Linked DNA regions of Anser cygnoides: region 2 is linked to region 1. Evidence: chromatin contacts called from public Hi-C data. All regions are on one chromosome and are shown on one strand. Each heading gives the region's core, a stretch centred on a gene start, on an enhancer-like site or on the middle of the called end of the contact. The rest is flanking DNA. Distances are from core to core; before and after follow the strand shown.

What was found. A called contact is a pair of places that touch in the nucleus more often than the background predicts.
Region 2: a contact with region 1 is called in a Hi-C map of granulosa cells, with 2.6 times the contacts expected there. The contact joins the promoter of DYNC1H1 here to the enhancer-like site in region 1. A contact is called at or near these places in 2 of 7 Hi-C or Micro-C datasets (granulosa cells and liver).

The regions. Positions count from the first base shown.
Region 1 is chr5:55,167,754-55,173,320 of Taihu_goose_T2T_genome, forward strand. No RefSeq gene overlaps it. Among named protein-coding and RNA genes, the nearest start is that of PPP2R5C, 7.3 kb to the right of the region's middle. Within about 2 kb of position 4,273, at least 2 of the 3 cell types and tissues checked have open chromatin away from gene starts, as enhancers often do.
Region 2 is chr5:55,261,573-55,267,013 of Taihu_goose_T2T_genome, forward strand. It overlaps DYNC1H1 (dynein cytoplasmic 1 heavy chain 1), which reads left to right and starts at 2,532. Exons shown (of 78, transcript XM_048069884.2): 1 at 2,532-2,869; 2 at 5,197-5,284. The coding sequence starts at 2,599.

The DNA of each region.
Region 1 (5,567 bases), core at 3,023-5,522:
TCTAGTTTTCCTGTACAATCTGGTTAACAAAGTTGGCATGCTGTTTTCAAACTCAGTATCGAGTAGGTCAGAAGACTCAGTTACCCTTTTATCTCTAAAGGTTCAGCCCCTCAAAATAAGTTTCAGACCCAATTGCAAGTGGGACAGCAGATTTAGCACGTTACTCTTCAGATGTCATTTTCCACCAATGTCTAATCAGAATTTTTCTCAAAGACTAGATTAATTTTTAAATAGAAAAAAAAAAAAAAAAACATGGAGAAGAAAATCCACCTCACATAAACTCATGAAAATATTTTTATGAGACTGACCACTGATTTAACAAAGCTTGGCATGAAGGACATGAAGTGTTCTTCTTTTGTATGCTCAAGGCAAAAGAATTTTCAAAAGTGATGCAAATACACTCTATGGACGCAATATATCCATATTGTCAAAAAAAAGCATTAACAGCTTGGTAAAAATCAAGAGATTATAAGTGCCTTTTGCTGGAATTTTGGGGAGGGCTAGTAGATACAGACCATGAGCTTTTAATCGATTAAGTTTTTTTTCAAGTTTAGTGAACAGAACTGCACTTATGTTTTCATGGAATTCTACTGAAATTGGTAGGGTTTCAAGCTAAACCCAAAGGCTGCCTATATCACCTGGCACCTGATAGCAAAATTGGTCATAATTTAGAAGCACTTTTCTTTAAAACAAAAAATACTGTCAGGGTATGTTTGGAGTAAGTTTAGCAATAGCTATTTGAGAAATATTTAATGAGTTGTATTCAAACATAAGTAAGGTCAGTATCATATGAAAATGTTTTTAATAAGAATATCTTTGAAATTGTATCAGTCATGAAAGAGAACTATATGTATAAAAAAGCTGCGGAAATTTAGCTATGGGTTTGAGTTGTTAGAGTTAAAGCTGTAAAAAATACAACCATATTACCTTCTTGACATCTGAGGACATTATCTTCAAGTCTAACTATTCTCTACTCAGTATAAAACATGAAGATGGATGCCAAAGACAGCTCTCTGACAGGATTTAATCCTTTAGGTTAAAGATGGCTGAACAAGTAATTTAAATCTGTATTGTTGTATACCTATACAAAACCCACTACAATCATTCTTCAATATAATGACTGAAAAATACTTTGTATTTAATACTATTTGCTATCACTTACTAGAATCAGTCAAGAAAGCCTCTCGCCTTATTCTAGGCACTATAGAGGCAAACTGCAGTAAAGATAAACAAGAGATAAAGATGTGAAAAAGAAACACAGAGATTAAATTGCCAAAAATCATACAGCAAATCAATGGCCAAATTAAGAACAGATTCCATGTCTTCCAAGCCCCAGACCTTTTCTGAGCTCACAGGGTATTCCCCCTGGCTTTTTCTAAGATATTTTTTTTTTGTCATCAGTGTTTACCAGTAGCAATTAATGCTAGATCATAAAAAGACCTTTTAAACACAAAGCAACTGAACTTACAGCCTCTCAAAAACCCACTTCCTCTGTAACATTTATGGAATTATCCAAAAGCTGGGTAAGAGACTCTTGAGTCTACCTGCTCTATATATTCACGGTTCACTCAAGCCTGCAACAGCAAGTTGGGCTAGCTGGGTGTGGTGTACCAGCTTCTGCAGCCAGCAGCGTGCAAAGATATGAAATGGTCAACATCATAACTGATCAACTTTATCTCTTCAGAACGAATCACATAGGACCGGTATACAGGTGGAAATACACAGTCAAAGGTCAAAATTGCACATCTGAGTCACTACTAAGCCTTTGGCTCCCTGCCATTGCATAAGTAATGCCTACATAGTAATTTCTTTGGAATTGTACAGCTTTTGATCATATTCCTTTTATTCTAGCTTCAAGTACACAAAGACTTATAGTTAATTTAGCATTTAAATAAGTAACACTATATATTAAGCTTACCTTTAGGGAAGTGCATATGTCATAACAAAAACAAATCTTTCTGTGAAAAGGACATTTGCTTACTAGCACGGTACTTCAGCATTGAGGGAGAACTGCTGGTTGGTTCCATAAAGCAAGTAAATTTTTTATATTCTTAGAAGATTAGCTACTGCCATGTATTAACATCTTTGGCAGAACTAAACTTCAAATCCAGCTTAGTAAAGTACGTTGCAAAAATTCAGTTAATGTGAAGTAGGATTCATACATAAATGTAAATAAAGAAACCTTTTTTATACATCTTACATTTATTTACACTTCATTTACTTTATTACTTTTATCCTCTTTACATATATGAAAGGAATATTAAATTTAAAGTGCCATGGGAATTATGGACAGGTAGTTACTTATCTGCTTCTTTTATATGCTAATAACATGAATTTTCCTGTTCAATTTATATTGAATAGCAGTGAACTTTAGCTCATTTATCTGCTAGTTCTTTCTCCAAGACAAAAACAAAGGTGTCCATGAACTAATGTGGGCATCTATTCTAGAAATTAAAAAACAAAAAATAGGCAAAGGGCTGCCCATGAAGACATCAGTGTCAATCTAACCTCTGTCTTGGCGGCCCTGGTGAAAGGAAGGGGAAAACAGCTCTAACAATTGATTCTTGAATCAATATTACATGTATATGGATCACTTCTCTGAACAGCCAAGAACAGTATGAACAGGAAGTCTTCTGACGAAATTGGAATGAAACACATAACAATAAAATATAACAATAAAAACAAAAGCAGAGATATGTAGCACGCTAGAGAAATGAGCTGCTTTAAGGAAATTATCATCTGTAAGAATAGTTGCAATTATTCAGCTCTGATCGCATGCATGCTATTTTCAGGGACAGGAAACAACTGTGGACAGCAAAAAAAAAAATAACATAAAAAGTTTAAACTAAAAAAAAAATTAATTGTGAAGGGAATGCATCAAGTATAAATACAATGTACCATACTTTGAGGAAGGCATGCAAACAAAAAAAAAAATCTGCCAAAGGCCTTGTTTTTTCACTTCTTAGTAAATGACCTCCCACATTATTGTTTCTCAGTACTTTTGTTCAAAATAAATACTAATATGCATAAGAAATAATGATATAAATGTAAATACAACTCATATCTATATAGAATCTTTAGGATAAATACTGAACACACGAAATGCGTACAAAGGTAACTTTGGGGCATAGTCTGTACAGGCATGCCAGACAGGCAGTACGCAGCATCATATAAATACAGATGGAAGAGAAATCTGTAGTTAAGTTTGCCTAACATTCCTGTTATAAGGTTTGAGTTTGAGATGCTTGTAAACTTTGCCAATGTTTAATTGCTCAGTCTGATTTTTTTTTCAGAGTATCTGATTTGTTTTACACCTTCTTAAACATGGAGCTGCCACATCCTAAAATGTGGCTAAGCAAAAATTATGGTTTGCCAAAGTTAACAAATTCTTATAACTGTTATGTTGAAAAACTACCCAGAAGGATGAAAGGACTTAGGTGTTCTGCTATCGTGTAGAATCTACAGCCCTGAATTACAGGCCAAGGCTCCCAACATATCACAAAAGGAGATTCTGAGTGCACATAATACTATTAGTTTGAATCATTAGCTGTTTTGTTCCAAAGTCGTCTTTGTTAGTATCTACCCTTTGGACAAAAATTACAAGGCTTCCTCACAGACAAAACCTAGGAGCCAGTCAGCAGCTAGATACCTCTAGGAAATGGTTTGACTCTAAAGTCTCCTTCCACTTGTTCCAATCCTCCAACATCATCCTTGCAAGCCTTTTGCCTGGCGTGCATCCATATTATACCTCTCTCGATACATGCCATAGTAGTAGATATGTGCCATGGTGTGAGCATTTCTCACATTATCTTGGACAAACAAAAAAGGGAATTAATTATTAAAGAACCTTTAAAAATTTTTCAAATGTCTCATATGCAAAGATAGGCTTCAAGGTGCTGACAGAAGGTCTGACTGGCAGAAAACTGCAGGCTGTCACAGCCCTTGAAGCCCTTGAAGACACGGGAATCTTGGCTGCAGGAATCACCCCAACTACCAAAAGAGAGATGGCAGGGCAGCTTAGCACTGAGGGATGCTGATGGATCTCAGCATTGCCCCAGGCAGTAATCCCTGAAAATAAACTTTATCCATGTTACACAGTAAGAACTGGCATGATCACAGGATGTAAGTGCAGTGGAAAAGTGGTATTTGTTCCGTGCCCCGCATTTAAAAAAGGCTGAGGAACGATCTGCAGAAGACTACAGGATCCCTCTGGATGCTGCACAGTGCAGATGCAGGCAGGCTGCTCTAGGTGGAGCAAGCCAAAAGCTGTGTTGATGGAAACTGCCCTTTGCTTTCTGAGCAGGAAACACGGATTGCTCCTGAAGCAGATCACAACTGCAGCATATGCATCTTTTGAGAAATTGGACGCTTCAGAGCATACTCAGAAGTAGACACTTAAGCATCTACAGATTTATGGTAGTTACAGGGTTAAGTCCTGAGTATGCCTTCTGAGTATGTCTTTCAACTCTTCCCACACTGAGATAAAAATATATAGCTATATTAGCTATGTCGAATCCCAAAAAGGCAGAAAAAAAGTATGAAGTGTTGAAAGAGAAAATCTTGTATGCCATCAACAGGAGGTACAATTAATTGGAACTCTTCATTCATTCCATAAATACCAACTTACACATAATAAAAAAGAAAATGTAGGAGTTTTAGCTGCAGTCACCTTTATGTTACTAGTCTCACTCATCTGATACAAAATTATTCTCTCCTTTGACATCATGTGGGAAGAGGGAACGGTACTAGGTGATTAGGAACATTACACTAATTGCAGCTAAAAACCTGGAATCAACAAAGACACTGCTAAAAATTGCACCAAAACACACCACAATGATGCTGAATTCTGACATGAAAATAAGATGAACTAGCAAAAATAAATTTATCCTTTATACATTCTGAATGCTAGGCCCATCCATTAAATTTTAAACAGATTATATATGATATGTAAACATATCTCTTAGCTCACTGTAAATACTGAAAATGAAACCACTAAAGATAGTAGAAACATGAAAGCAGACCTCCTAACAACATCTATGTTACCAGCAGTGTTGCACTTCTTGCACTTCTTTTTTTTTTTTTTTTTTCCTGGAAAGATTCAGCTACATGACATGCAGCAAAGTCTTGCTCTTAGGATCTTTTTTTGCTTCACTGAGGCAGAAGAACATCAAATGATTTGACTGAAGTGTTATAATCTTACTATATTTCTAGTTCCCATCTCTATGGAATCTGGGTATCAGCACACACAAGTGGAATTGCCATTCTGGATAAGACGAACGGTTCATCCACCTTAATTACTGTGATCATCATCCGACTTTCCAGATGAAATTCATTTTAATACTTAATAACCAATGATGGGCATAAACACTGCAAACTGTGGTCACAAACAGGAAAATCTGCTTTGTTTAACTATCATTAGATATTGCTAGATATTTTTTGTTATCTACTTCCTTGTCCACAGTTTGTGATTAGGATATCAGTAATGAGGTCTCAGTAACAAGCTGCATAAGTGAGTTCTCCATGATCATTATTTATGGTTTTTCATTTTAATTTTAAAATTAAGTTGG
Region 2 (5,441 bases), core at 1,282-3,781, 92 kb after region 1:
CATTTTAGTTGCAAGTGGTCTGACACTTTGATAACAGAGTCCTAGACTTGTTCTTTATTATAGTCTTGTCACATATAGGATATTTTTTGTGTGTTTTTTTAAAGTAATGTACGACTTGCTGGTTTGTTTTCTTTCGTTTTGGTTTTTGACACTCTTTGTGATTCAGCAGTAGTGGGTATAAATACCTGGATTCTTATTTTTCATCTTTGTCCTGCTTTTTTTCCTTATTTCCTTACTTTACTTTCCTTACTCTCATTTTTTCCTGGCAGCAATTTTAGAATAATGCTATTGTATCTTTCTTTGTAAGCTACAAAAAATTCTGTGGTATTTTGGTGCAGCAGATGACAGCTGTTTAGAAGAATGAGCATGCTGACATTTCATAACACATAGCTTCAGCTAACCTGTTAAGAGATGCCAATGTACACTTGAGCTGGGATGTTCAGTTAACCTGTTTTCTAGATGCATGGCCCGAACTGACGCTTACTATATGGAGATGAGTAGTAGATGGTTCTTCTCCCCCTGGGAAGCAGCCAGGCAGGACCTAGCTATGGGTCCTTGGTGGAATTCAGCCTGACAAAGTGCTTTTATATATATATGTTACGTTATATGTTCATATATATAAAATGTAATCCTTTAACATAACTTCTATGTAGAAGAATAATAGGATGTGAACAAACTGGCCTTCAGACAATGAAAATAGGGGCGTGTTGTATTAAATACTTAATAACTCAGTAGCTGTGTTCCTTAAATAGGACATTCAACTGAGTTAAGTATCTACTACTAATTTTTTCATCAAAAATAAAGTTTACCTTTCTAATAAAAAGGGTTTTAGAAGTGAAAATTTAAATGGTTTTGATCAGTTTTTGAGCAGTTTTGGATGGATTACATGTATTAGTTCTGGTGCTTGTGTGTGAAAATTGGTTGATGAAATGATCATTTTCCTTCTAGAGAAGAAAGTTTTGAGATTTGTATTACTTCAGAAATCACTGTTTTTTCCAAGATACACTGGGTTCCTAAACCCCTTAGGAGCGTACTGAGCATATGCGTGTTTTGGGGGGGCTTGAAACAGAAGAGCTGGGGTATGTGGCTGCGCTTTCTGTACACATCTTGAACAGATTCTGAGTGTGAGGGTTTCTGCACATTGTGAGGGCCTCTGTGTCCACCTGGGGAGATGCATGAGGAGAATGAGAGAATTTTGTTTTGGTTTGGTTTTTTTGGGGGGGGGGGGGGGGGGGGGGGGGGGGGGGGATATCCCCTTCTCCACCTCCATAGGAACAAGAAGTGGAGTTTTCAGTCTGTGGTCAACCCGTGCCTCCAATGTGCTTTGGGATCTGGGGAGCTGCTCTGGAACTTGACTGCCACCTCCCCTCTCCCACGCATGTTCTCCTTTCGCTTTCTGTTTGCTAAACCAGCAGCAACTGTGAGCCAGCACCAGGCAAGGGAGGAGACTAGACTGGGCAAGGAGGAACAGGATTGTCCATCTTTGTGGCAGTGAGCTGGATTCATCTGATAACTTAGGTCAGGCAAGCATATTCATTGGGTTACAGCAAGCATGTCTATGACAGTGGTAAAGGAAGATTAAGGGTTTTCAAAAATGAAATTCTGAAAAAAAGTCTCCTTCATCAGTGTGTTCATTTGGTATTCTCTGTCCTATGCTTTTGGGAAACTGGCAACAGAATCTGGATTAGTGGTTCAGATATAGGGTCCAGAAGAGGCCCATGAGGATGATCAGTGGGCTGGAGCACCTCTCCTATGAAGAAATGCTGGGAAAGCTGGGGTTATTTAGTCTAGAGAAGAGAAGGCTCTAGGGAGATCTCATTGGGATCTTGCTGTACTTTTAAAAGGGGTCTATGGGGACGCGTTATGGGGGAGTGTAGCGATAGGACAAGGGGTAATGGCTTTAATCTAAACCTACCCTCTGAGTATAAAGAAGAAATTCATGAGGGTGGTGAGACACTGGAACAGGTTGCCCAGAGAAGCTGTGGATACCCCATCCCTGGGGGTGTTTAGGGCCAGGTTCATGGGGCCTTGAGAAACCTGATCTAGTGGGTGGCATCCCTGCCTGGGGCAGGAGGGTTGGAACTGGGTCATCTCCAAGCTTCCTTCCACCCCAACCAATTCTATTCTATTTGAACACCTCAGCTTCCACGTGAACCAGTGGCAGTACAGTGCTGGGCTGGCCCAGGAAGCGTTTTCCCTTCTGTTGTCCTCGCAGCGGCACGCGCGGTCTGCTTTTCCCCTCAGAATAAATAACTCGAACAAAAGAACGCAACGCTCGCTGTGATTCCTGTTAAAGCACAGAGGAGGGAGGGGAAGCAAAGCGGCCGCCGCCCTGCGAAGCCCGACCTCCAGCTCCCCGCTCGCAGCCCGGCCGGCGTCCCAGCGCCCCGCGGGGGGAGCTCCGGGGAGCGGAGCCAGGCAGCTCGGCAGCCTCCTCCGGGGCCCGGAGCCAGCCGCAGCGGAGCCCCGAGCCCTGCCCGGCCCCGGGGCGTGTCGGCCCGCCCGCCCCAGCCTCCCCCGCGGCGGCGAGGCGGCGCTCAGAGCGCGGCGGGCGGTGGCGGAGCGGGCGGAGCGCGGCTGCCTGCCTCCTGCCTCGGCATGTCCGACTCCGGCAGCGGCGGGGGCGGCGGCCCCGGCGGCGAGGAAGGCGGCATGGAGGTGTCGGGCTCGGCCGTGCAGAATGTGGCCGACGTGGCGGTGCTGCAGAAGCACCTGCGCAAGCTGGTGCCGCTGCTGCTGGAGGATGGCGGCGAAGCGCCGGCGGTGCTGGAGGCGGCGCTGGAGGAGAAAGGCGCCGTGGAGCATATGCGCAAGTTCCTCTCCGACCCGCAGGTCCACACCGTGCTGGTGGAGCGCTCCACCCTCAAAGGTGAGCCGAGGGCCCGCGGCCGCCGCGCTCACAAAATGGCGGCGGCGCCCCGCCGGGGGGATGGAGGAGCCGGGGGAGGAAGGGAAGGGCCTGGCGGAGCCCGGCGGCTGACAGGGCGGCGGGGCCTGGCCGCGTTCCTTGCGCTGCGCCCCTTGCTCTCCGACGCCGTGCCGGGGCTGGGGCTGCGATGGGCGCCGCCACAGCGGGCTGGCCTGGGAGAAATGCTTCGTCAGTAGGCCCCGGGCGCCGCTCCTGCGGCCTGCCCTCTGCTCGGGCTCCTTGGTGACACCGGTAACCTGCTGCTGGCAGAGCAAACCGGGCTGGGGGGCTGAATCGGCCCTCAGAAAGTGCCCCTCTGTGGGTAATTAGCAAGACTCCCAGGTTCCTAAAGCCTAGCGGAGGCCCTGCACGTCTTTGTTTAGTCAGCGAGGGCTGCTGAGCGTGCTGCTTGTAAACATTTATCGGAAATCTCGGCAAATGCTACATTAAATACCGCAGCAAAGCTAGCTCTGACGGACGTTTTTGTCGTTTACATGCTCCATTTATTTCAGAAATGACTCTTTATGAAATTTGTCAATGAATCTGCCGCTAAATAGGCGCTCCTTGTTGCAGAATCCAGGCCGATGAACACCAATAACATAGAACTCATTCATAACACGGACATTTACTGTTAAACAAAACCTGCAATCTGTATTTGGCTGCATGCCCACCAATCTGAGCTTGCAAAATTTTAACATTAAATTTCTGGATCTCTACTCCAAGCGTGCTGTTGGTTCAGTCCCTGCAGATGCGCGTCAAATTTTAACGCAGTCATACTTCGCGTTGCGTAGCATGTCAGCAGCCACACTGTAAGATACAGGATGCATCCCTGCAGTTTCTGCACATCAAGGGAAGCTTAGAGAAGGTTCTTCCACTTAAGATGAACTTAAGATGTTGCTTGAAATATCCTGTCTTTGTTATAACTGTTTCCGCTGATTGTCCTCCTTCCCATTCGAAAGTTTGAGACTTCTATTTCGGTAGGGATAACTAGAATTTTCCAGAGAAGAAAAACAATCTTTATGAATTCATGATGCAGCATTTAGCAAGATTTAAAGGAAGTCCACTGAGTGTTAAGAGGCTATGCAAATGATCTCTGAAGTTTTCTTATGTCAGGCTCATGAGGTTGGTAATCTTTAGTTTGGGTTGGAAGTAATGATGCAGTGGTGATCAGTTAGCTTATTTTCACAAATCTGTGATTAAAAGTGTATTGAAACCCTCACTGCGTGTTCTAGAAGCCGAATACTAGTAGATTGTGGGCAGAAGCCATTTCCATCAATATCTTCTGGATTAATAGCAGTTATTTGGCAAAAGTGCATTTTGTGACAGAAGACCCCCACAGACACCCCATCAAACTTAAGAGTATTCAGAATGTGCAGCATCGTACGGAGATCTTGTCGTCCCTGACACTGTTAAAAACTATTTCTGTCAAAATTTGTTCAAGGAATAGATAGTATGAAGCAAATTATTGATTATGAATACAGCAAAACAGAAGCTGTATTTCTAAGTAGTTAAAACGTTAGGTGATATCATTTGCTACACAGCCTGTCGACAGCTTTCACAAGGGTTCCTGTAGTGTCTGTGATCAGGCTTCTGCTGCTTGGGATCGCAAACATGACAGCCTGAGAGTATGTCTTGTATGAAGTGCCAAATGAAACCAGAGCAGAATGAGAGTCCAGTGCAACGCGTCCAGTCAGGGTGTGTCTCCCAGCAGGGAGTAACCTTCTGCACCGAAATCTCTGCATTGCAGCACAGCTCCCCGCATCCCCAGTAATTACATCATCTGTGATACGTTGGCTCTACTAATGCCTGACTACTTCCTATGGGTTGTTTGGTTGGTTGTTTTTTTTGTTCTGACTTAATTTCCAAAACACTTTCAAAGAAAATGTCTGAAAAAATGAAGCAGTCTATAAAAGGAAAAAAGTATTTGTTTAATGTTCTCGCTGAATTGTAGTTATCCTGGGAGCATATCTCTGCAAATAAGTGCATGTTCTGTACTGCAGAAAATTTCATTCTGCTTTATAAGCAGGATGTGGATTATAATTTGCTTGTAATGTTTAATCTTTTTTTATAGCAACCTGAAAAATTTAATGGAGTTGTGCTAGAAAACCAGGGAACCCATCCTGAATTTGAGGGATATTGCAAAGCTAAATTTAACATTAGCTATTTTGTATAAGGTGATGTAGGAATTAAAGGTTAGAAAATTGCCTGGTTGAAGCAGAAGATGTTTGAGAGGGGGTGACAGATGCCTTAGAAATAGAATATTTCTTAACATAGTGTATTTCTTGCAGAGGATGTGGGAGATGAAGGAGAAGAGGAAAAAGAGTTCATTTCCTACAGTATCAGCACTGATATTCATTATGGAATAAAATCAAACAGGTGGGTTAGTATAATAGATCTTGACATTTTTGCCCAGTAAAAGCAAAACCTACACAGACTGATAATTAGTATTTACCTCATGCTTTGTGCAGTGTGCTTATTTGGGTGGGGCAGTAGCTTTTCAAGGGGGAGGCTCTGGTAAAACAAGGGTGTATCA